Linked DNA regions of Pan troglodytes: regions 1 and 2 are each linked to region 3. Evidence: chromatin contacts called from public capture Hi-C data. All regions are on one chromosome and are shown on one strand. Each heading gives the region's core, a stretch centred on a gene start, on an enhancer-like site or on the middle of the called end of the contact. The rest is flanking DNA. Distances are from core to core; before and after follow the strand shown. Region 1 has its middle 130 kb from the start of SLC10A2. Region 2 has its middle 900 kb from the start of DAOA. Region 3 has its middle 810 kb from the start of SLC10A2.

Region 1 (3,067 bases), core at 62-2,561, 680 kb before region 3:
GCAGTTAACTGCCAATGGAGTGGAGTGAGACTGGGGGATACATTTCTGATGATTTCTCGATGCTTTCAATATTGGTATACAACTGAACGTTACTTCTGTAGCAGGACATAGGGCAGGATCATCACTGAACTAAGTTTATTCACACTTCAGTTCAACTTGGGTCATTCCCTTCTTGGTGTCCCCAGTTTCTAACCCTTACTACTGTAAAGGAAGGGGTGGAATTGTTCACTAGAGCTTGGTAATACACATTATTGTTTGCTAAAAAATTTGGAAGATGCTCATTCTAAGCAGATCACATAGAGGTCAGCCAGGAGATTTGGCATTTGCTCTTTATACCACAGCTAATTTTTCTGTGGAAGCATTTTTGGTACCTATAACTGAAGTGACTGTCTTAGTCCTAAAAGGTTCAAAACCCTTTTTAGGCATTCTAAGATGCTAACACTCTGAATTTCTACCCTCTCCCTGACCCCCGGAAGGCTGCCATTTTAAAGTATAACAACAGGAAAGGATATTTGTCATATGATACAGTTTGGATCTGTGTCCCCACCAAATCTCATGTTGAATTGTATCGTAATCCCCAGTGTTAGAAGTGGGGCCTAAGTGGGGCCTGGTGGAAGGTGATTGGATCATGGGGTGGTTTTCTCAAGAGTGGTTTAGCACCATCCACGTAGGGCTCTTCTTGTGATAGTGAGTCCTCATGAGATCTGGTTGTTTAAAAGTGTGTGGCATCTCTCCACTCTCTCTTGCTGCTGTTCCAGCCATGGGAGATATCTGCTTCCCTTTCACCTTTCACTATGGTTGTAAGTTTTCTGAGGCCTCCCCAGAGGCTGAACAGAAGCCAGCATCATGCTTCCTGTACAGCCAGCGGAACCATGAGCAATTAAGCCTCTTTTACTTATAAATTACTGAGTCCCAGGTATGTATTTATAGCTGTTTGAGAATGGCCTAATACACCAGAGTAGAGCAGATGTTTGTAATATGGGTTTTAAAGACCATCGTCAAAGATAATCCCCTCTGTCTCTCCTGGCTGGCTCTGCCTTTGCATGAAAAGAATTGGAACTGAGGACTAGCACTTAGCATGAAAGGAATCCAGGTAATTCCCACCCCGAGGAGACGGTGGAGCCCTCTGTAGACTGAAATCAAGGGCTAGGAGGAACGAAAAAGGTCTGGTTATAGTCACATCTGCTCGGTGCCTTTCGTGAGCAGCACTTATCTTGGTATCTGGCTCTTGTCCAAGAACTGGCCTTTGAAGACCTTCCGTGTTGGAGAAGAGATGCCAGGAAGGGGAAGCTCTTTCTCTTCACTGGGTGTGCCTGCCTGCCCTTGTGAGGCGTTCCTGCCTTACCGTGGAAGTGGCCTGTCCTTTGAATGATTCGGGTCACTGAGTGAAAAGCTCCATGTGGCTGACGATGGAGAAGTTCCCCACAGAGCCTCTTTCAGAGGCCCTTTCAGTCTTTCAGTCCAGCAGTAGTTCCCTCCTGGGTGTCAGAGACTGAAGGAGGCATGAGAAGCCAGAGGCACATCCCAGCAGTGTGCCCCGCAAGGAATGGCCTCTTCTTTGTTTGAGGGCTGGTCATTCTGACTATGGACCTCACAATCACTGGAATTGAATGACAAAAGAATGTTGTCAAAGAACATTAATCATTGCATGGGTTGCAATTCGTGATTAGCTGGATTTGCATAAAAGAATGTAGAGGCCTTGAACCACAAAAGCTAAAATGTGTATCCAAGAAATAGTGGTGGCCATCATTCCAGTGAGAGCATGTTCATAACTCACTGCTGCAGAAGAAATGATCAAAAAGTGGTCCAGGGGCCCCGGGTTCTCTGTGTTAAAAATATTTCTCAAGAAAAACTGCATGTGTACCTTCAAAAATAAAGCTAATATTGAAATACCCTTTCTAATGGAATTATTTTTTTGATGCTCAAGAAGTCATGAATAATATTTAAAAAGCAGAAAACACACTTCTTTATAATCTTTGCAAATCCAGTTTAATGTTAAGCTCCCCTTAAGCTCTATTTACAAAGAATTGTACCAGTTTTCACCTTGATATGGTGGATTTACTTTCACTATGCAATTGGAAAATTGACTTTTGTACGCCTGAGGGTATTTTTAAAAGTAAATTGGATTTCTTAAGTTCATTATTTTTTAATAAAATGCATAGTTAATGGTATTAAACTTCTACACCTACTACATTTTATTCTTGTTTGACGTATATGTGGGTTTGTGAACTGGCTTATAGGAGAGATCAATCGGAAAACACTTTAAAATCAGAATTCTTAGTATGCCAGGTTCACATTTTCCAGTAGGGGGCAAGAAAGTACTATATATGAAATCCAGAAATCACTTTCTTTTTCTGTACCTTTGCAAACAAATTAAGTTCCCGAATTGTGAAATGCTTAGTGTGATAGGAAAAAGGATATTCAAATCTATTAAATATAATCTCTTTCTTATGTCAGAGGGCTATTAAGCATGATATTTAACTGCTCAGTGAATCTCTCTGGGAGAGAGAAATGAATTTGGGAAAGGCCAAGAGAATGGGATGTGACACTTTGGCCAAAGTGTCTTGTCAGCACTCCAGCGCTGACTAGAACTCAGCCATGTTGCCCAACCTCCATGAATAACCCCCCAAAAGACCTCCCCAAACCAACCCCCCTCAAAACCATGACATGTTAATGCTTGGTATCTTATAAGACCCTTCACTTGTACTTGTTCACACACACATAGTCATTCAAGTGGCCCTAAGGAGCTGCTTTTAGTCTGTTACAGACATAGACCACGCTACTTACTTCCTTGATAATGAGCTCACACACACATTGACCAATGCAAGTGAGATAATCAATTACTCATAATTGATCCTAGCTGTGAACTTTTTGGTTATGGTTCAGGCACTCTGACATCATCTATATAGTTCTTCCAGAACAAATTTCTATATCCAACCTGGAGTTTCATACAGGACATTTTATTTTTTAAAGACTACTACTTCAAATGTATTTCCATGTTTGTTTTTCCTCTTTCCTAAGTCTGTAATTTTGATGGAGTGTTTTTTCCTTGACCCTAGTTTTTGTA
Region 2 (3,203 bases), core at 119-2,618, 700 kb after region 3:
AATTTAAAGAGACTGACTTTGTGATTATAAAAAAGAGGTACAACATGAGATCTCCAATTACTGCAGACCACTGTGAGCTGGCGCAGTTAATCTTAACACCATACCTTAAATTAATTTAATTAAGTCATTACTTATGCTGTGTAGTCATAACTCATAGACTCTAGAAACAACAGCAAAATTAGGTTGTATACTTAATAAATTTCACTGTAGGTGGCATCACAGGCTGACAAGATCTGACTTAAAGAGAAGGATTCAAGATATCCAGTTGTTTTATAAATCCCAGGAGGTTTACATAACCCAGATCATAAGAAAATCTAAGCGAAGTTCTATGTTGAGGTCTGATTGGAAAAAGACATAAGCTCTGGATTTAAAAGTAAGTTGAGTATATATGGATTTTTATCTTGGGTCTAATTATTAGGTTATTACAAAAGTAATTATGTTTTTTGGCATTATTTTCAAATGGCAAAAACCGCAATTACTTTTGCAACAGCCTAATATTTAATAGCCTTGCTTCTTTCTTGGAAACTGTTCTTGTTACTTTGAGTCTCTACCAGTCCCATCTTTTCTTGTTCACGATATAATGTCTGTTTGGACAGATGTATCAAAGTACCTTAATCTAAGACACCAAATAGGAGAAAAACCTACACTTTTCTCCCATATAAATCCAGCATTATTCTCTTCTATTACATTTTTCACATAGACTGTAAATTAAAAAAACACACACACACACACATTCTTGGTAATTGTCATGAAAATGGTATCTGCTGAAATATTTATGGAAACATCTGCGGTAGGTGAAGAGTCCCACAGCAGAGGAGCTATTTGTGCTTGTCTTAGTGACACGGGCTGGTTCTTCAGGTGACTCAGAACGTGTGTTCAAATTTGGTATTTGACAGTTATCTCGGACACATGCAGAGAACCTCTCTTCTTCCTCAAAAGCAGTTTAGAGAAGCTTAAACTTGGAAAAGTTGTACTTTCTCTGGTTAAACATGAGACTGGTAATAAAGGCAGCAATCTTTGTTCTAAGGTGAGGGAACTTGAGGCTTTGGAGCAGTAGCTTTGGAATTCCTAAAAGTTTAAAAGCATTGAAGCTACTTGAAAATGGTGCATCGGGAGCCCATCCAGACTTGTAACTAATAACATAGTCCTGGCAGCACACCACGCACCTCCTGCTTAGCGTCAGCTGTGACTGATACCCACAGCCACCTAGGGGAACAACGGCATTTTATTTGCTACATCACATGGCAAAAGAGCAACATTAGCCCACATCTCGTCTGTGACTCGGAGATCCAGTCTCCAAGCACTGACTGGTAGGGAAAGGCATTTCGTGTGGACAGTAAAATTCCCTCCACCACCAGTGGGAGCTCTTTACTTAATTGTTTTTCAGAGCAAGTCCATCGGAGAATGAAATTCCAGTTCCACAGCCCTCACTGAAGCAAAGGGGTCGGCCTCTGTGGAACTCACAGAAGTTTGTGTGTTTGTGTATGTGAGTGCAGGTGTGTGCTTGTGTGTTATGTTTGCTTTATGTCATTTTAGATGTGTTAAAAAAATAACAGAACAGAAATGGAGAAAGGAATGCTATTGTCAAAAAAGGAAAGAGGGGAAAGAAGTTACATTACGAAGCTAGCTTAGTAACCCCCAAACTTCCCACACAATTGTTCAAACTTAGTCCTTGCAGGTCAGTGCCCTATAGGGCTTCAAAGCTTTTCTGCTGTTTGAGGCCCCTCCCCCAGCATCTGCCTCTCACACACACCCCTGTTGTGGTCTTTTTTCCCCAAACTCATATATTTTGTTCTGTTCTAGTCCAAGTAGTTTAGAAAAAGCTTCCCTATTGAAACCACGCACAAATACCGGAATCCAAGTATTTTTGAAGAGCTTTCTTTTGTTGTTATTTTTTGTTTCTTTTTACTTAAGAGAACAAGAAATTAGAGGATTGCCAAAAATAGAAATGGAGAAGAACGAAGATGAATGTAACAATGAATACGTGAGATATTTTAAATGTCTAAACTGGTACAATTCAAATTATAAATGACATTATGGTCTGTGTTGCATTTGGCAGGAGTTGTTGCATGGAGATTGTATGGCAGGAACCCATTTTCCTTCCCTGAAGCCAAGCTGGGTGTGTGCAGGGTGTCAATCGAATTAGGAGAGATTGTGTTGCTTTCGGTGGGGGTGTAGGTGGGGCAATTTATGAGTCCTCAAGCCTGCCTTCTATGCCTCACTCACTAACTAGAAAGGTTATTCAATGCAAGAACCATGATTAATAAGCAGCTGTCAGCTGAGTGCGATGGCTCACGCCTGTAATCCCAGCGCTTTGGGAGACTGAGAAAGGAGGATGACTTGAGGCCAGGAGTTCTAGGCTGCAGTGAGCTATGATGGCATCACTGCACTCCAGCCTGGGCAACAGAGCTAGACCCTGTCTCAAATGAACACATAAACTAACAAGCAGCTGTCAAAAGGCATCCTCAAAAGTGGGAGTGGACAAGGCCACTGGCCAAAAAGGCCAATAAAATCAGCCCAGTCTTCCCCCCAAACACAGTGGATTTCCATCTATGTGATAACGTCGGAGCATTGTCCCTGCATGAACTTGGCCTTGTCTTCTGATTCTACTTAGATTCAGCAAGAGAAAAGAAGGGCCTGTAAAGGAAAGAGAAAGATAGAGGCTGTCAAAGGTGTGTAGCTGCCATCTTGCTTCAGTGAGTGAGGCAGTGGCACCTCCAAATGTCCCCTCAGGAAAAAAATTCTGAAAAAGCCATGAGGAAATATTAGAAAAGCAATGAGCATTGAGATTTTGACATGGCTTTGGGATGCAATATAGCTAGTAGTTCATTGAATCGCAGACAGTATTGTGGAGGGGCAATAGGAAACGCAAACGTTGATGAGAGCAGGTGTTCTCTAAGCCCTTGTTATCTTAACCAGGTTTTAGATGATGCTCAGAGAAAGATGAGAGCTCTGGGAATTTGGAAGTTGAGCCTAGAGAAAATTGAACTGGAGCAATAAAATCTAGAATCTACATAGATTTATTTAAATTTATATTCATGTACTAATAAATATTAAGGACATGCTTTATTATGACTTTTTATTGATTTTTTTGCAGATGCTGTTTATATCCTTTTTTTCAAAAACAAAAAGAACTTTAAAAAATATCATCAAAATTATATATATTTTTTCAGGATTAGAAGAGAGAGAATATGATGTTTTAT
Region 3 (3,327 bases), core at 192-2,691:
ACAAGGCTGGTTTAGTCTTCTGGCCTATATCTTTCTCCCCTGCTGGATGTTTCCTGCCCTTGAACACTGGACTGCAGGTTCTTCAGCTTTGGGACTCGTACTGGCTTCTTTGCTCCTCAGCTTGCACATGGCCTGTTGTGGGACCTCACCTTGTGATCATGTGAGTCAGTACTTCTTAATAAACTTTCCTTTATATCTACCTCTATCTTATTAGTTCTGTCTCTCTAGAGAGAACTCTGGCTAATACACATAGCCAGTCTAAGAAAAAATAATAATTATAACTTTTTTTTCCTGTTAATTCCTTCTCAACAACTATATTGTCACAAAACTGCATAAACCAATGTTCTAAATTTGTTTACTTGGAAATAGAGAGGAAAAGGAAAGCTTATATGTTGGTCTATTCTACACGATAAGATATATTTCATTTTAAAATAGAATAACTGAAGAGTATGAAAATTCAGTAGGACTTCTGTATTTGAGTTTTTACGGTTTTGCTGTGAGAAATATTGGATAAGTTCTTAAAATAAAATTTCTATCAACAAGGTTCAATATCCAAATATTTATTGAAATATTTTAATTATTTGTACTATAAATATTTAACTAAATGAATTGCAGAGGCCATTGTGTAGATAAAATCCTGCTCTTTTTCGTCTCCTACGGTTCTTTTTCATCAGTCTATGGTATTGTTCTTTTTCCTCCAAGTGTCAATGTATTTATGGTATGATAAAATTTTCTACTGATGTCCACAAGTACTTATCTCTCTCTATATATCACCCTTAACTCTGTATACCAACTGAAAAATACAGCCTGACGTTCAATTTTTGTAGTATTCTCTTTTTAGCTATTTAATACACTTGCTCATTTTAATACTTCCAACGTATTTTCTCCTTTAAAAAAATTGGACAAAACTGATGTGTTGATTCAGTTGTGAGTCTCATAAACAGCATGTAAATGAGTTAAGTTGAAAATTATCAGGAATGCTAAAGCAAGGAATCTTTAATCTCAAATGGATGCTCAACGAACTTAAACCAATAAATCGTGTGCCTAATTATGAATAAAAAGAACAAATGTACAGAACACGAAAAATGTCAGAAGGATTTTTTCAGTCCATGGGTCATGAGGAATCCCATTTTTTGTTTTATATAGATAGAATCAGCCTCTACACGTATAATGTGTTTGTTATAGTCTGAATGTTTCTGCTCCATCCCACTTCAAATTCATATGTTAAATTCTAACCTTCGATGGCATGATATTTTGAGATGGAGCCTTTGGGAGTAAATGAGCATCAGATGAGGTCTTGAATGTGGGGTTCTTGTGATAGGATTAGTGCTCTTGTTTTCCCTATCAGCCTATCTCGAGTACCTCCGCCAAAACCTAGAAGACCCCAGAGCGCTTGCCCTCCCTTTCTCTGCGTGAACAAAGAAGAGGTCATGTGAGCACACAGCAAGATGTCGGCTGCCTGCAGGCAAAAAGAAAAGGCAGCCCTCTGCACGCTGGGAAAATAACCCTCACCAGAAACTGACTGAGCTGGCACACTGATCTCAGATATCCAGACTCCAGAATTGCGAAAAAATTAATTCTTGTTGTTTGATACACCTAGCACGACTAAGAAAATATTTTTTCGTTGCATATACTATCTTGTTTTTTTCCAGGAACACACTAGGTCAGACGTGTATCATCTACATCAAATTCGCTTAAGGAAACCAAAATTTCTATTTTCATTTTCTGAAATTTAGTGCTGGAGTCAATAGTAGGGATTCTCGGGATTCTTTAAGGTTTTCTCTTTCAGAGAACTGACTTCTCTATCTGGCAGTCTGCTGTTTACAGCAGTATCAGTCCCACATATTTATAAATGGGACTAGCTAGCAGGAGTGAGCTGTTGAGGCAGTGTTAACAGAAGAGAAAGCTCAAACTTCCCAGAAGTCCATAGACACATTTTCTTTGCTCCTACTGGTCTGAATCGTGATGAATGTCTTCAATCAGTGTCTTTAAAGTACCATAATCATGGTCTGCATTTTTTAAGGAAAAGGGTGAGGCTAGGTTAAAGAGTACATATTTTGAAATTAGGGACGCTTAGCCAAGGGAGCAGCAGATACTAAGCACCAATAATTAATGTCTACTACAGTAGGAACATAGAAAACTATTTATTTTATTTATACATATTATGACTTTGCTATTCATTTCAGTGGCATCAATAATTAAATTTGTAAAAAGATGGACAATAATTTCTCAAATCTGAAAATGTTTAAGAACAGTGCTAAGGAAATTTACACTTAAAATGAAAAGATGTATAATACTATGATCTTTCAGATTCCCTTCAATCCGGAGATTGTATAAGTGTGTGATCATTATTGTCATTTTAGTCTTTAGTGTTCTTTCTTGAAATACACTATGCAGAATAATCTTTAATATTAATCTCTAGTATTAATATTTTTAAGATTGCAATCATTAAACAAATGTGTTTAATTGGCAGAAAGTATGCCAATATTAAAAGGGAAAGGAATTGTGGACTTATTTCTTTAGGGGTTTTATTCAATAAATACCTCTAAGTGGTAAAGTCACCGTGTCATCTGGCATCATAGAGTCAGCATTTAGATCATCTTTGGTTATTGGTTACAGGTTTATCAGTTTCTACGACCCACTCTTTTCGTAGGTTTTACATTTAAATCATAATTTTGTACGTTATTGTACTTCATTCATTTTTAATTCAACGCATATTTTTTAGCTGATGATTTTGTAGAAATCGCCACACTAACCATATTGTGTTTGGAGGAGCTATATGAACTTGAGTATGATGTTTTCTCCTTCAATTTGTTCAGCTGCTAAATAATATTTCCTACATCATTGTGTGATTGAGATTAAATTAGACAATGCAATTGCAAGAATTTTCTGGATGATATTTACCATTATCATTGCTGTGATTACTTAGTAGATGATAGAACTTACTAACTTAGGAGCAACAATGATGACTCGTGCCATGACAGATTGTGACGAATTGCTCCTATATGATGCTGGTGAGCATGCATTCTCTCAGCTCTCAGAAAATTATCAATGGCTATCATCTGGGCTTTATTGTGGCACTATTCACAATAGAGAGACAGAATCTACCTAAGAGCCCATCAATGGATGAATAAATAAAGGAAATTCACATGTATACACAATGGAAATTTTTCCAGCCATAAAAAAGAATGAAATTCTGTTATTGGCAACAACATGGATGAGTTTGGAAGACATTATGTTAAGTGAAATATGTCACACATAAAAAGATAAATACTGCATGTTCTCACTCATAGGTGGGAGCTACTCTCTACCTTTCACGGAGGTAGA

The links. Capture Hi-C pulls out chosen DNA fragments and counts their contacts.
Region 1: a capture Hi-C map of stem cell-derived neural stem cells shows a contact between it and region 3, with 4 times the contacts expected there. The contact joins two enhancer-like sites. A contact is called at or near these places in 2 of 7 Hi-C or Micro-C datasets (induced pluripotent stem cells and stem cell-derived neural progenitor cells) and 1 of 1 other capture datasets (stem cell-derived neural stem cells).
Region 2: a contact with region 3 is called in a capture Hi-C map of stem cell-derived neural stem cells, with 5 times the contacts expected there. The contact joins two enhancer-like sites. A contact is called at or near these places in 1 of 7 Hi-C or Micro-C datasets (stem cell-derived neural progenitor cells) and 1 of 1 other capture datasets (stem cell-derived neural stem cells).

The regions. Positions count from the first base shown.
Region 1 is chr14:108,798,665-108,801,731 of NHGRI_mPanTro3-v2.0_pri, forward strand. No RefSeq gene overlaps it. Among named protein-coding and RNA genes, the nearest start is that of SLC10A2, 130 kb to the left of the region's middle. Within about 2 kb of position 1,312, at least 2 of the 24 cell types and tissues checked have an H3K27ac peak or open chromatin away from gene starts, as enhancers often do. A contact at or near this core is called in stem cell-derived neural stem cells, where this site is marked.
Region 2 is chr14:110,178,878-110,182,080 of NHGRI_mPanTro3-v2.0_pri, forward strand. No RefSeq gene overlaps it. Among named protein-coding and RNA genes, the nearest start is that of DAOA, 900 kb to the right of the region's middle. Within about 2 kb of position 1,369, at least 5 of the 24 cell types and tissues checked have an H3K27ac peak or open chromatin away from gene starts, as enhancers often do. A contact at or near this core is called in stem cell-derived neural stem cells, where this site is marked.
Region 3 is chr14:109,480,065-109,483,391 of NHGRI_mPanTro3-v2.0_pri, forward strand. No RefSeq gene overlaps it. Among named protein-coding and RNA genes, the nearest start is that of SLC10A2, 810 kb to the left of the region's middle. Within about 2 kb of position 1,442, at least 2 of the 24 cell types and tissues checked have an H3K27ac peak or open chromatin away from gene starts, as enhancers often do. A contact at or near this core is called in stem cell-derived neural stem cells, where this site is marked.